2 separate regions of the Ovis aries genome follow, and region 1 is linked to region 2. A link is a contact called in public Hi-C data. All regions are on one chromosome and are shown on one strand. Each heading gives the region's core, a stretch centred on a gene start, on an enhancer-like site or on the middle of the called end of the contact. The rest is flanking DNA. Distances are from core to core; before and after follow the strand shown. Region 1 overlaps LOC114114910 (a long non-coding RNA gene). Region 2 has its middle 29 kb from the start of TRNAC-GCA.

Region 1 (4,553 bases), core at 549-3,048, 230 kb before region 2:
TAAGCAAAATCATGTTATTTAATTCCTTTAAAAAAAAATCCTCCTATTACTTTTTAACTCCAAATAGAATTAATTTCAGGCCAATTTAAATAATTTAAATTAGAACATGAAAAAAATTTTAATGCAAATACAAATAATCTTGAAATACTGAGCACTTTAGATGAAAGCAAATAGGCCTTTTTACCCCTTTATATTTATTAACCTCTGTTAGAAAATTTAACAGAAATCAGAGATGTGAAAGTGTAATGATGGACATGGATCATAAATTCTAATGAATAAAAAGCTAATGAAAAAAATGTTAAGCAAAAGCACTGAAAAAATGCAAATTGTATATTTTTTCTTTCTTGGGTTTAAAAGCCATAATATTTTTTTCTCTCTAAACATCTTTTGAAAGTTAAATTTCTGTTAATTTATATAGGAATTATTTCTGAATTATATTTGATTTTTAAAAAAGAGAAACCAGAAATATTTATCCACTGATTTGCAGTAACTATCAATTAATATTTTTAGAGATATTCTGGTTTAAGACATCAGGAAAATGAAAATCGCTATTTACAAAATAAAATAAAAAAGCCCAACATTAAAATGAAAATGCACAGATCATTGACAAAGATGCTTATAATTTAAAAACTTTGGCAGCACTGAAATTAAAGCTGTGAGAATCCCTTTTTATGGTAAGGAAAATGCAGATTTTAAGATTGTTGTATAATAGCCAGATATACTTATTTTATTTTCTAAAGTGTCACTTCTGGGTATTGTTTAGATGTTAAAATTGACTAAGAAATGTTTTTTAAAAACCTTTTATTCTTTCAACTCCACGAAAAATTATCTTGGGAAAGAGGTTGAGCTGTTTGTTTTGTTATGTTTTTTTAATTGTGGGCTTATATTTGTACTTCTGTTTTGGAGGTTAGTAATCCTTTCCTGATCCTGTAAACAGAAATTTGTCTCCCATCTTAGTGATTCTGAGATGCCAGATTACAATCCCAAGTGAGTGAAGAAAGTCTCCCCACCCCCACCAGGGACCACTCTAACTAGAGCAAATTCAAAGCAAATACTTCAGGCACTAGATCCTGGCTTTATCCAACTTCAGGAGCTGAGGCAAGCCCACCAACCAAAGCAGGGCACACAAGAAATGGCTGTTCCAGGAAGAAGCAAGACACAGGGCCTCAACTCGCACAAAGACGGAGCGCAATTGCACAGAAAATCACCACCAAAGGGATCGGGAAATACCCAGATACATTTTGCAGAGATGTCTTCAAATTCTCATGTGGGAAATGAAAGATTAAAGATTATAAATATCTTTAAATTTTGATGTGGAAAAATGAGATGAAGAGATTGTATCCTTACATTTTTAATTTAAAAAAATAGTGATTTCATTTTTTTTTTCCTTCTCTTGTATGAAATTCTGACTTTGCACATGGGTACAAGAAACACAGTCATTAAAAATAAGACAACATAGTGATGATATGTGAGCAGTGTCTGCCTGAAGCTGGGTGGTTTGCTTGTGACTGTTTTTCATTCACTTTATTTATTTATTTTTTACAATATGTACTGGCAGAAAGTGAAAGAAAGGCACACCATAGGCTCTTTGAGATGAAACAGTGTAGCCAAATCTGAGTTTCAGACTTGGTTTTCAAACTATGGAAGAATATCCTCTGAGACCTCTTAGGTCTTAACTGGATTAAAATGAATATATTTGTGCTCTGGCTCTTTTCAGCTAACTAATGTGCATGTGAATTGATAGTGTGCGAGGGAGCGGGTGAGAGCAAGTGTGTGTGACACAGGGAGAGGCTGCGGGCTCCGGGCGGAGGGTGACTGTGAAGGAGCGTGCAGGACGGTGTGGGCTGCCTCCAAAGAGGGAGAGAAATGAAAATTAGCAGGCCCTGGGCTCCGGTGCGTTTTGTCTTGACGGGAGCCAGAAGAGAAGCTTGGTTGGGAGATGAGGAGGAAGGAGAGGGGTGGGGGTAAAGAGAGGGTGGAGAAGGGGGTGTGGCGTGTGTGTGTGTGTGTGTGTGTGTGTGTGTGTGTGAGCTGAGGTTTCAGTTATGGCTGAGCTTTGGGGTTTTGTTTTGTCGGTTCCTGGCATAAACAGACTGGAATTTCAGTTTCAGGTTAGAGTGTGTGCAGAGGGGTGCTTGTCGAAGTTTCTTTTTCTGGCCCTTCACTATGGTTGCTGCTCAGAACATTACTGCTGCTACAGAGGGGGTTTGGGGGGAGCAGCCAGGGATGCTGGTCTGTCTGCAGCTGCCCCTCTCACACTTGAATAAAAGAACTTTTTTTTTTTCCAGGGGTAGGGGAGCTGTGAATACCTTTCCCAATAAGAGATGAGGCATATTGAAAACTATATTAAATTACCCTGATTAACAATTTAGCCACGAACAGGGGAGCTTTGGGAGATCTCTATAGGCAGGACTGGGGGCTATTCATGCCAGCAGCTAAGAGGTCGAAAGGTTTCTGAAGTTCACAGGCTCAGAGCCTTTGTTATGCTAACAGACAATCTCAAATCAGCTGCCTAGTGGAGTGTGAAATATAAATGATTCCTTGAGAACTTCCAATAAGTTGTCACTCTTGCTCTCCAAATACCAGGACAGGCTGCTAATTTCTAGCAGGCCCTTTTGCAACATGGCTAGCCCTAAATGAATGCCTTTGTAGTTCAAATAATCTTTTCAAGGGAGCTGTCCTATCTTCATAGCCCAATGCATCTTGGTTTTGACTATTAAATGAAAATCAGGGCTCAGCAGTGCTTGACTTTTCCAATCGCCCGACGTTTGGGAAGGGTGGTGGCAGCTCTCATGCACAACAAGTTAGCACCCACTGCAGGAGGCTGGGGCATTAATAACAGCCGAGACCCCAGGAGCTACCCCAACTCTCACCCCCAACTCCCTACCGGGAACAATGCTCCGGGAGAGATTTACGTGGTTTCCCTCAGGCTGGACTACCTTCTTCTTTCAACCACACCAACATTTCTCTGATTTATGAACCCTCTGTCCAAGAGGACGGCCAGCTGACCTGCCAACATCTGACTGGTCACTTCGAAGCATCAACTTTGGAGAGGGAGGTATTCATTCTTCAGGGCAGGAGAGGCCAAGGGGAAGACGGCAAGGTGTGTGTCCAGGCCATACCCCTAGTATCAGATGCGTGTGGATATTATTTTCATCATTTGCCCATAAGAAGGATATAAACATAGCTTATGATCTTGAGTGTGACCTTTGAGCATGTCCAGATGAATAAAAAAAAAAAAAAAAAGGCCCTGGCACTCTGAGTCTGAATTACAAAGCTTTTTAAGTAAGGAAAACCACTCCCCAGACAAGCTGGGGGGAGTGAGACTGAGAATGTATGTGAGAGAATATGCCCAAATCAAACATTCTAGTAAGAAAGGACAACGCTAATTTATACAAATAAAGGAAACACGAAAGAAAGAGGACAGAGACCAAAGGCAATGAGAAATCCATCTGCATCAGTCTTCACAGAGGAAGGGATAAAACCTTTACAGTAATACCTTGAGACCTAAAAATTTGGGAATTTCTGATTCCCATGTCCTTGACTTCTTTACTGAAATGCAAAAAACTCCATGATATCACAGAAGTGTCTGCTTTTTTCCAAACAGAGCAGGTTTGATTTTTGGCAAGGAATGGAAAAAAAAAAAATCAAATGGACTGCATTTCTTAATATATTCTTAGGGTAAGTTTATAAGCATGTAAATACATAGAAGCAGTATGTTTTAATACACCCTTAGGTAACTTTATAAAGCTTGATGGTATAGCTGTACAGAAAATCAAGGACATTGATCACCCTTCATCATCTTCTTCCTCTCACTACAATGATTTACAAGTGTTACTAACCACAATGATTTTAAAATATTACTTCAAAAATGATTGGGGAGTTCATTCTGATTGGAATAGAAACTGATTTAAGTAAATACTTTTTTTGCCTTAGGTATAGTTAGATTTACAACTATATATTAAAACATTAATTAAATAGAAATAAATGATGGTGTAATGTGTTCCAGTTTTGAAATCATCTAGCTTATATGTTTAAATCTTGTTTGTTTTTTAAAAGCAAGAATACAGCATACAATGGTAAAAGACTCTGGGATTCGACTTAGAGAATTTAGCTATCAGAATAGGAGAGCGTTTAGGATTCAGATTTTTGTTTCAGACCCTTATGTGTTTTGCCCAGTAAACCAATCTGCAAATACTATTGACTAGAAAAATGAGTTCAGATTACTGACACTAAACAAGTAAAAGTTTGTGGTTTCTTCGGCCAAATGCCAGAATTAGACAATAATTCGTTATTGATCTACTCACACCCTTTTCAGAGGGACTTAGGATCCTGGTCACCCTTATTTCAGAGACAGCAGAATGACTGGCTTCAGGGGCACATCTCATTACACAAAACTGAAGGCAACCCAGAGCTGAAAGTTCAACAGAGACAACATAACTTGCTTAAATTTAACTTTTCACCCACCCCCTTTTCATTTTTAAAGTTAATTAATATTAAACTGTCAGTATCTAAGTTATTGACACATGCTGGACATTCAAAGGGGAAACACC
Region 2 (4,783 bases), core at 1,802-4,301:
CTTAGCCTTCTCCTCTTATTTAGCATTTGTAAAAGTTTTCAGCACACCTCTTTAAAACATGTATACCTGAATTTCTCTCTCGCTCCGCCTTCCCATTGTCCAAAGCTTGGGCGTCCCTGAGCGCTCCTGGCGCTTCGTGCCAGCCCCGACAGCAGCGAGCAAAGGTCATTACCGCGCGGGCGGGCGCGTTTCAGCTTATCGAGAGAGCCAGCGACTGGGAGATACTTGGGGAGTTCTTGGACCACTTGGACGAATATCCCCAACTTGAGTCTGCAGAGGGCCTGGGTCCGAGGTGAAGGCTGGTTTGTCTAAGGTGATCTCTGGCCATACTGGTGGGTAGGGCGCCTCAAAGGAGAATAGAGGTTTGAAGGTGGTCAACTGGGCAAATCTGACATGGAGACATACATCTCATTATCTTACCAAACTGTAGTGTCACTTTTTGCCATTACCCCCCAAACAAACAAAATGCATAAAGTTATTTGAGGCCAGAGGAAACGTGCCTAGAGGAAGTGTCCCTTTCGGTGTCTACTTGAAAGGCACCCGATTTTCCTCGCAATTCTTTGCTGCGATGAAAAGGAAACCCTGGAGTGGCACAGGGAAGCCTCCTTAGGGAAACTTAAATTGCATCACATAGCAGGGTTCTGGGTGAAGTCAGAAGGCTCTAGAGTGAGGTTGCTTGTGGGTCGTTCAAAGGCAAGTCTACCCAGGTCACCTGCCTGGAGGGTGCGCGTGAGCAGAGTCCCTGCCCCAGGGGACGCCTCCTCCTTTCCCGCTGAGCTCATACACAACTTTCCTTTTCCCTTTATGCATCAAAATGAGAACCCTTCCGTTCTGGATTACGCTTTAAAGGCCCACTGCTATACAACTTTACATTGGCCTTCAGAGTGAGTTTATTAGTCCTGCGAGCAAAGATTAGGGCACTAAGACATTCTCAACGATGGCATTCCGATTTGGTTCCTGCAATTGGCATGTGCCCAAACCCTGGCCTTGGTTGGGTCATCAAATACTGTCCAAACTCCCTGGCTGTCTTTAGAAGGTTCTCGGTTATGCAAGTTTCCCCTCTACTAACTAGTTCCTGGATGGGTTGGAGGTACAGCGTAGAGAAAACATTCCGGATTGGAGGCACTGGCACTCCTAAAGGGTCAGGAAAATCCCTCCTGTTTAGGAGATGGCTTTGGAGGCAGTTTAAAACCTGAGAGGCACCATGAAAGCTTCTCCTTTAGAAAAAAAAGGTAGCTCTGGTGGTTCAAACTCGGTCTTTTGGCAGGCAAAGGAGCGATTTCCTGGAAATGAAATTGGCATTCAAAGAGGGTCAGGTTAAGCCCAGCACCCCTGGCCGCATTTTGGACCCCAGAAGGGCACTTCTTGCCTCCAACCTATTTAGAAAGAGAAAGGAAAAGGAACGGATGGAGGGAGGAAAAGGGGAGAGAGGAGAGCACAAGAGAGAAAAAGGGAGAAGAGGGGGATATTTAGCAAGTTAAGAGGTTAAATATTTGAACAGATTTGTAAATATATAGACAGCCCTTGTTATTTGGAATGTGTAATAATGCCTTTTGTGGTGCTGTCTGCCTGGGAGACCGCTCCCTAGCACCTTCCTCCCTGGCAAATCAACAGGACAGCTCAAAAGCTCGCAAAACAAAAACGGGGGGATGGGGGTGGGGGTGAGGGGAGGGCGATCCTCCTTTGGGGAAGGGAGATTCTTCTATACTGTCTTAAAAACAAGGATAGGAAGGGAAAAAAAGGAAAAGCAGAATAAATAAAAATGTTTTGTTTTTCTTGGATATGATTTTTCAGGAGCATCCCAGGAAGCCATCAGAGGCTGAAGTAATTTCAAAGTGTTGTTTAACCTGATGACATACTCTAGCTCTGTTCTCTATTGTGCATCCACTATTCTTTGAACCCAAATCTTCTGACAAGCGTGTGTGTGTGTGTGTGTATGTGTGTGTGTGTATTTAGAAAACGTGGGTTCACTAATAGGGCTTCCGTGGCTGAGCAGGGTGGTTTCTTCACGTTTTTCTCGCGTTTAGCGTTTTCTGGAAAACTGTACTGAGCGCTGTGGATGGCATCTGTCTTCTTGTGCCCGTGGGCGGAGGACACAGGCTGTGGGTGTGTCCCGCCCACAGTTGCGCGGGCGTGTGCGTGCGCGCGCACGCGTGTATACACGCATTCTCTACGGTGTGCCTCAAATGGAGCCTTTTTTTTTTTTTGCCCCTGCCAGCGTCCTGTGTATATTAGTATAATGCAAATAGAACCGTTCGGCTTGAGTATTTTTTTAGGAGGGGGAGGGGGTGAGCCATTTAAATTCTTCTCATATTTTATCGGTAGTCTTTCCACTGCATGTAAATTCACTGGGATGCCTTTTCAGAGGTCCGTGTGTGTGTGTGTGTGTGTGTGTGTGTGTGGTGGTGTGTTGGTTAGTGGGTGTGTGGGAGAGTGTGTATAACCTGTGAGCATCTTGTGAGTGATGTGTATTCTCTCCTGTATATCTCTGCACCCCCCTTCATGTTTTGTGTTCTTAGGGTGATTATGTGCATATTTACATATGTGTGCCTGTTTCCCTGCCTACACGCATTGTCTTTCTCTTTAACCCACCCACTTCATATATATTCTCTTATCTTTTGGCTAAGTGCCTTTTTTTTATCCCTCGAAGAATATTTATTGCTGTGATAATCTGAAATGAAAAGTGGTCTCCCATGAAGGAGATGGAAGAGAAAGGAGTGTTCATCTTTCTTAATAGACGGGGCAGAGCCAGTTGACTGGATCACAGGATTTCTCTGCACTTTCTGCGTGTCTGTGTGTGTGGCGGGGGTGGGGACACGGACAGGGGGCGGGGGAAGCGGCAAGAAAAGGAGCCTTTCACGAGAACAAAGGTGGGACATCGCGCCCCCTCGCGGCCAGGCTTCATATTGCGCAGACCTTGTCCTCTACGGCTTCTCCGCGGCCAAACGAATCCTGCGATTTGTCCGTTGAGCCATTCAGGAGTCGCCTCTCAGGCCCAGCCTCCGCCCTCAGCCAATCACCGGGCGCCATGCAAATCGCCTCTTCCGTTCTCCAAACAGGCGTCGGCTTCAGATGCTACTCTAGCCGCCCCTCCCCCGCCTCATTCTTCCGCTGTCCACCCCCGCCCTCCTCCGCTCCCGCCCTGGCAGCTGCTGGGGGATGAGGGCAGTGCCGGGCGCCTCGTGCATATGCAGATAATCTTCCTCATCCCTCCATCCTCTCCAGCTCTCCCCCTTTTCCCCCGCCCCCCACGATTCGGTCCCCTCTCCACTCCCACCCGCGCCTCCTTTGGATCCCCCGCCTTGTCCGAGCGCCTGGATGTGCAGTTCTCAGAGCCCTGGTACCAGGCAGCTGCTTCCCAGAAGGAGGCCTTACCGGGGAAAGGGAGGAAGGCATTACCCTTGAAATCCTCTCGAAGGTCAAGTTTGAGACTTGCTGAGCAGGGGCGAAAGGCGTTGAAACTGCGTCTGCAGGGTCTGCAGGAAGGCTTCTGCACGCAGACTGATTCCGAAATGCCTTTCTCCTCCGAAACACCAGATTAATTTCTGTGAAACACACAATGTACTGGTCACGTCCAAAGGCAGGGTGATGATAGATGATTTTGTAAGCCCAGAGCTACAGTGTGTATTTGTCTTGTACATCAAGGCTGCACAGCTCCCTAAACAAGGCTGCACAGCTCCCTAAACCGCAAAGAATTGGAGATGAGATCAAACAGCATTAGATCTACTTAGTAGCATGGGGGGGAGGGGGTGAGAAGACGGGCTGTGGAGGAGCGGGTGTGGGGCGCACTGCCCGCTGTGTGTGTGTGTTAGTCGCTCAGTCGTGTCCGATTGTGTGCGATCCCATGGACTGTAGCCCGCCAGGCTTCTCTGTCCATGGGGATTCTTCAGGCAAGAATACTGGAGTGGTGTGCCATTCCCTTCCCCTGGGGATCTTACTGAACCCCAGGGTCGAAGCTGGGTCTCCTGCATTTCAGGGGTGCCATTTAAAGTCAGGGCTTCCTGCGGCACAGGTGAGCGCTTAGAGCACGAACAGGACCCAGGAGAAGAAAAACCAAATCCTCGAAGAAAAAACAAGACCCGGGAGTAGTAGGTTGTTACTGGAACTTATATCCAGTCTGATTTAACGGCCTTTTACAGCCACCAGTAAAGGGTATTCACGCTTTGCATGTGGTCTGAACATGTGGAATGTACTGTGGGGTGCATTGAAGGGAAAAATGTCACTGAAGAAAATTGAGGTTGGTATAGTGCTCTGAGATCCTCTAAAGAGAAAGCAGGGAAATAGTGATGTGACTTTGTTTCATAGATGTCTATGTTGACACAGTAATTTCTAGAAACTTGACTCAGCTCCCCCTCAAATCTTACACCTTGGAGGTGGTGAGGAGAGAGCACAAGATTTGAAATAGTGTTTTGTCAGCATTTGGGCTTCCCGGTGGCTCAGATGGTAAGGAATCTGCCTGCAATGTGGGAGACCCGGGTTGGATCCCTGGGTCAGGGAGAGCCCCTGGAGAAGGAAATGGCACCCACTCCAGTATTTTTGCCTGGAGAATTCCATGGGCAAAGGAGGCTGGTGGGCTACAGTCCATGGGGTTGCAAAGAGTCAGACGCAACACTAACTAACACTGTCAGCATCTATCCATTGAACACGTTTTTATGGAGTCCTTATTCCATGCCAAGTATATAGCATCCTCGTACACGGAAAGCACATTATGTTCACCATGATTCTCAAGTATGGTAGAAGTTAGGAAGAGGAACAGGAATTCTGGAAGGTTTCCGTCTTAGAG

The links. A called contact is a pair of places that touch in the nucleus more often than the background predicts.
Region 1: a Hi-C map of hypothalamus shows a contact between it and region 2, with 3 times the contacts expected there. The contact joins two enhancer-like sites. A contact is called at or near these places in 2 of 16 Hi-C or Micro-C datasets (hypothalamus and skin fibroblasts).

What each region holds. Positions count from the first base shown.
Region 1 is chr5:85,585,081-85,589,633 of ARS-UI_Ramb_v3.0, reverse strand. The region is part of intron 1 of LOC114114910 (a long non-coding RNA gene); the gene reads right to left. Among named protein-coding and RNA genes, the nearest start is that of TMEM161B, 120 kb to the right of the region's middle. Within about 2 kb of position 1,798, at least 11 of the 54 cell types and tissues checked have an H3K27ac peak or open chromatin away from gene starts, as enhancers often do. A contact at or near this core is called in hypothalamus, where this site is marked.
Region 2 is chr5:85,357,894-85,362,676 of ARS-UI_Ramb_v3.0, reverse strand. No RefSeq gene overlaps it. Among named protein-coding and RNA genes, the nearest start is that of TRNAC-GCA, 29 kb to the right of the region's middle. Within about 2 kb of position 3,051, at least 25 of the 54 cell types and tissues checked have an H3K27ac peak or open chromatin away from gene starts, as enhancers often do. A contact at or near this core is called in hypothalamus, where this site is marked.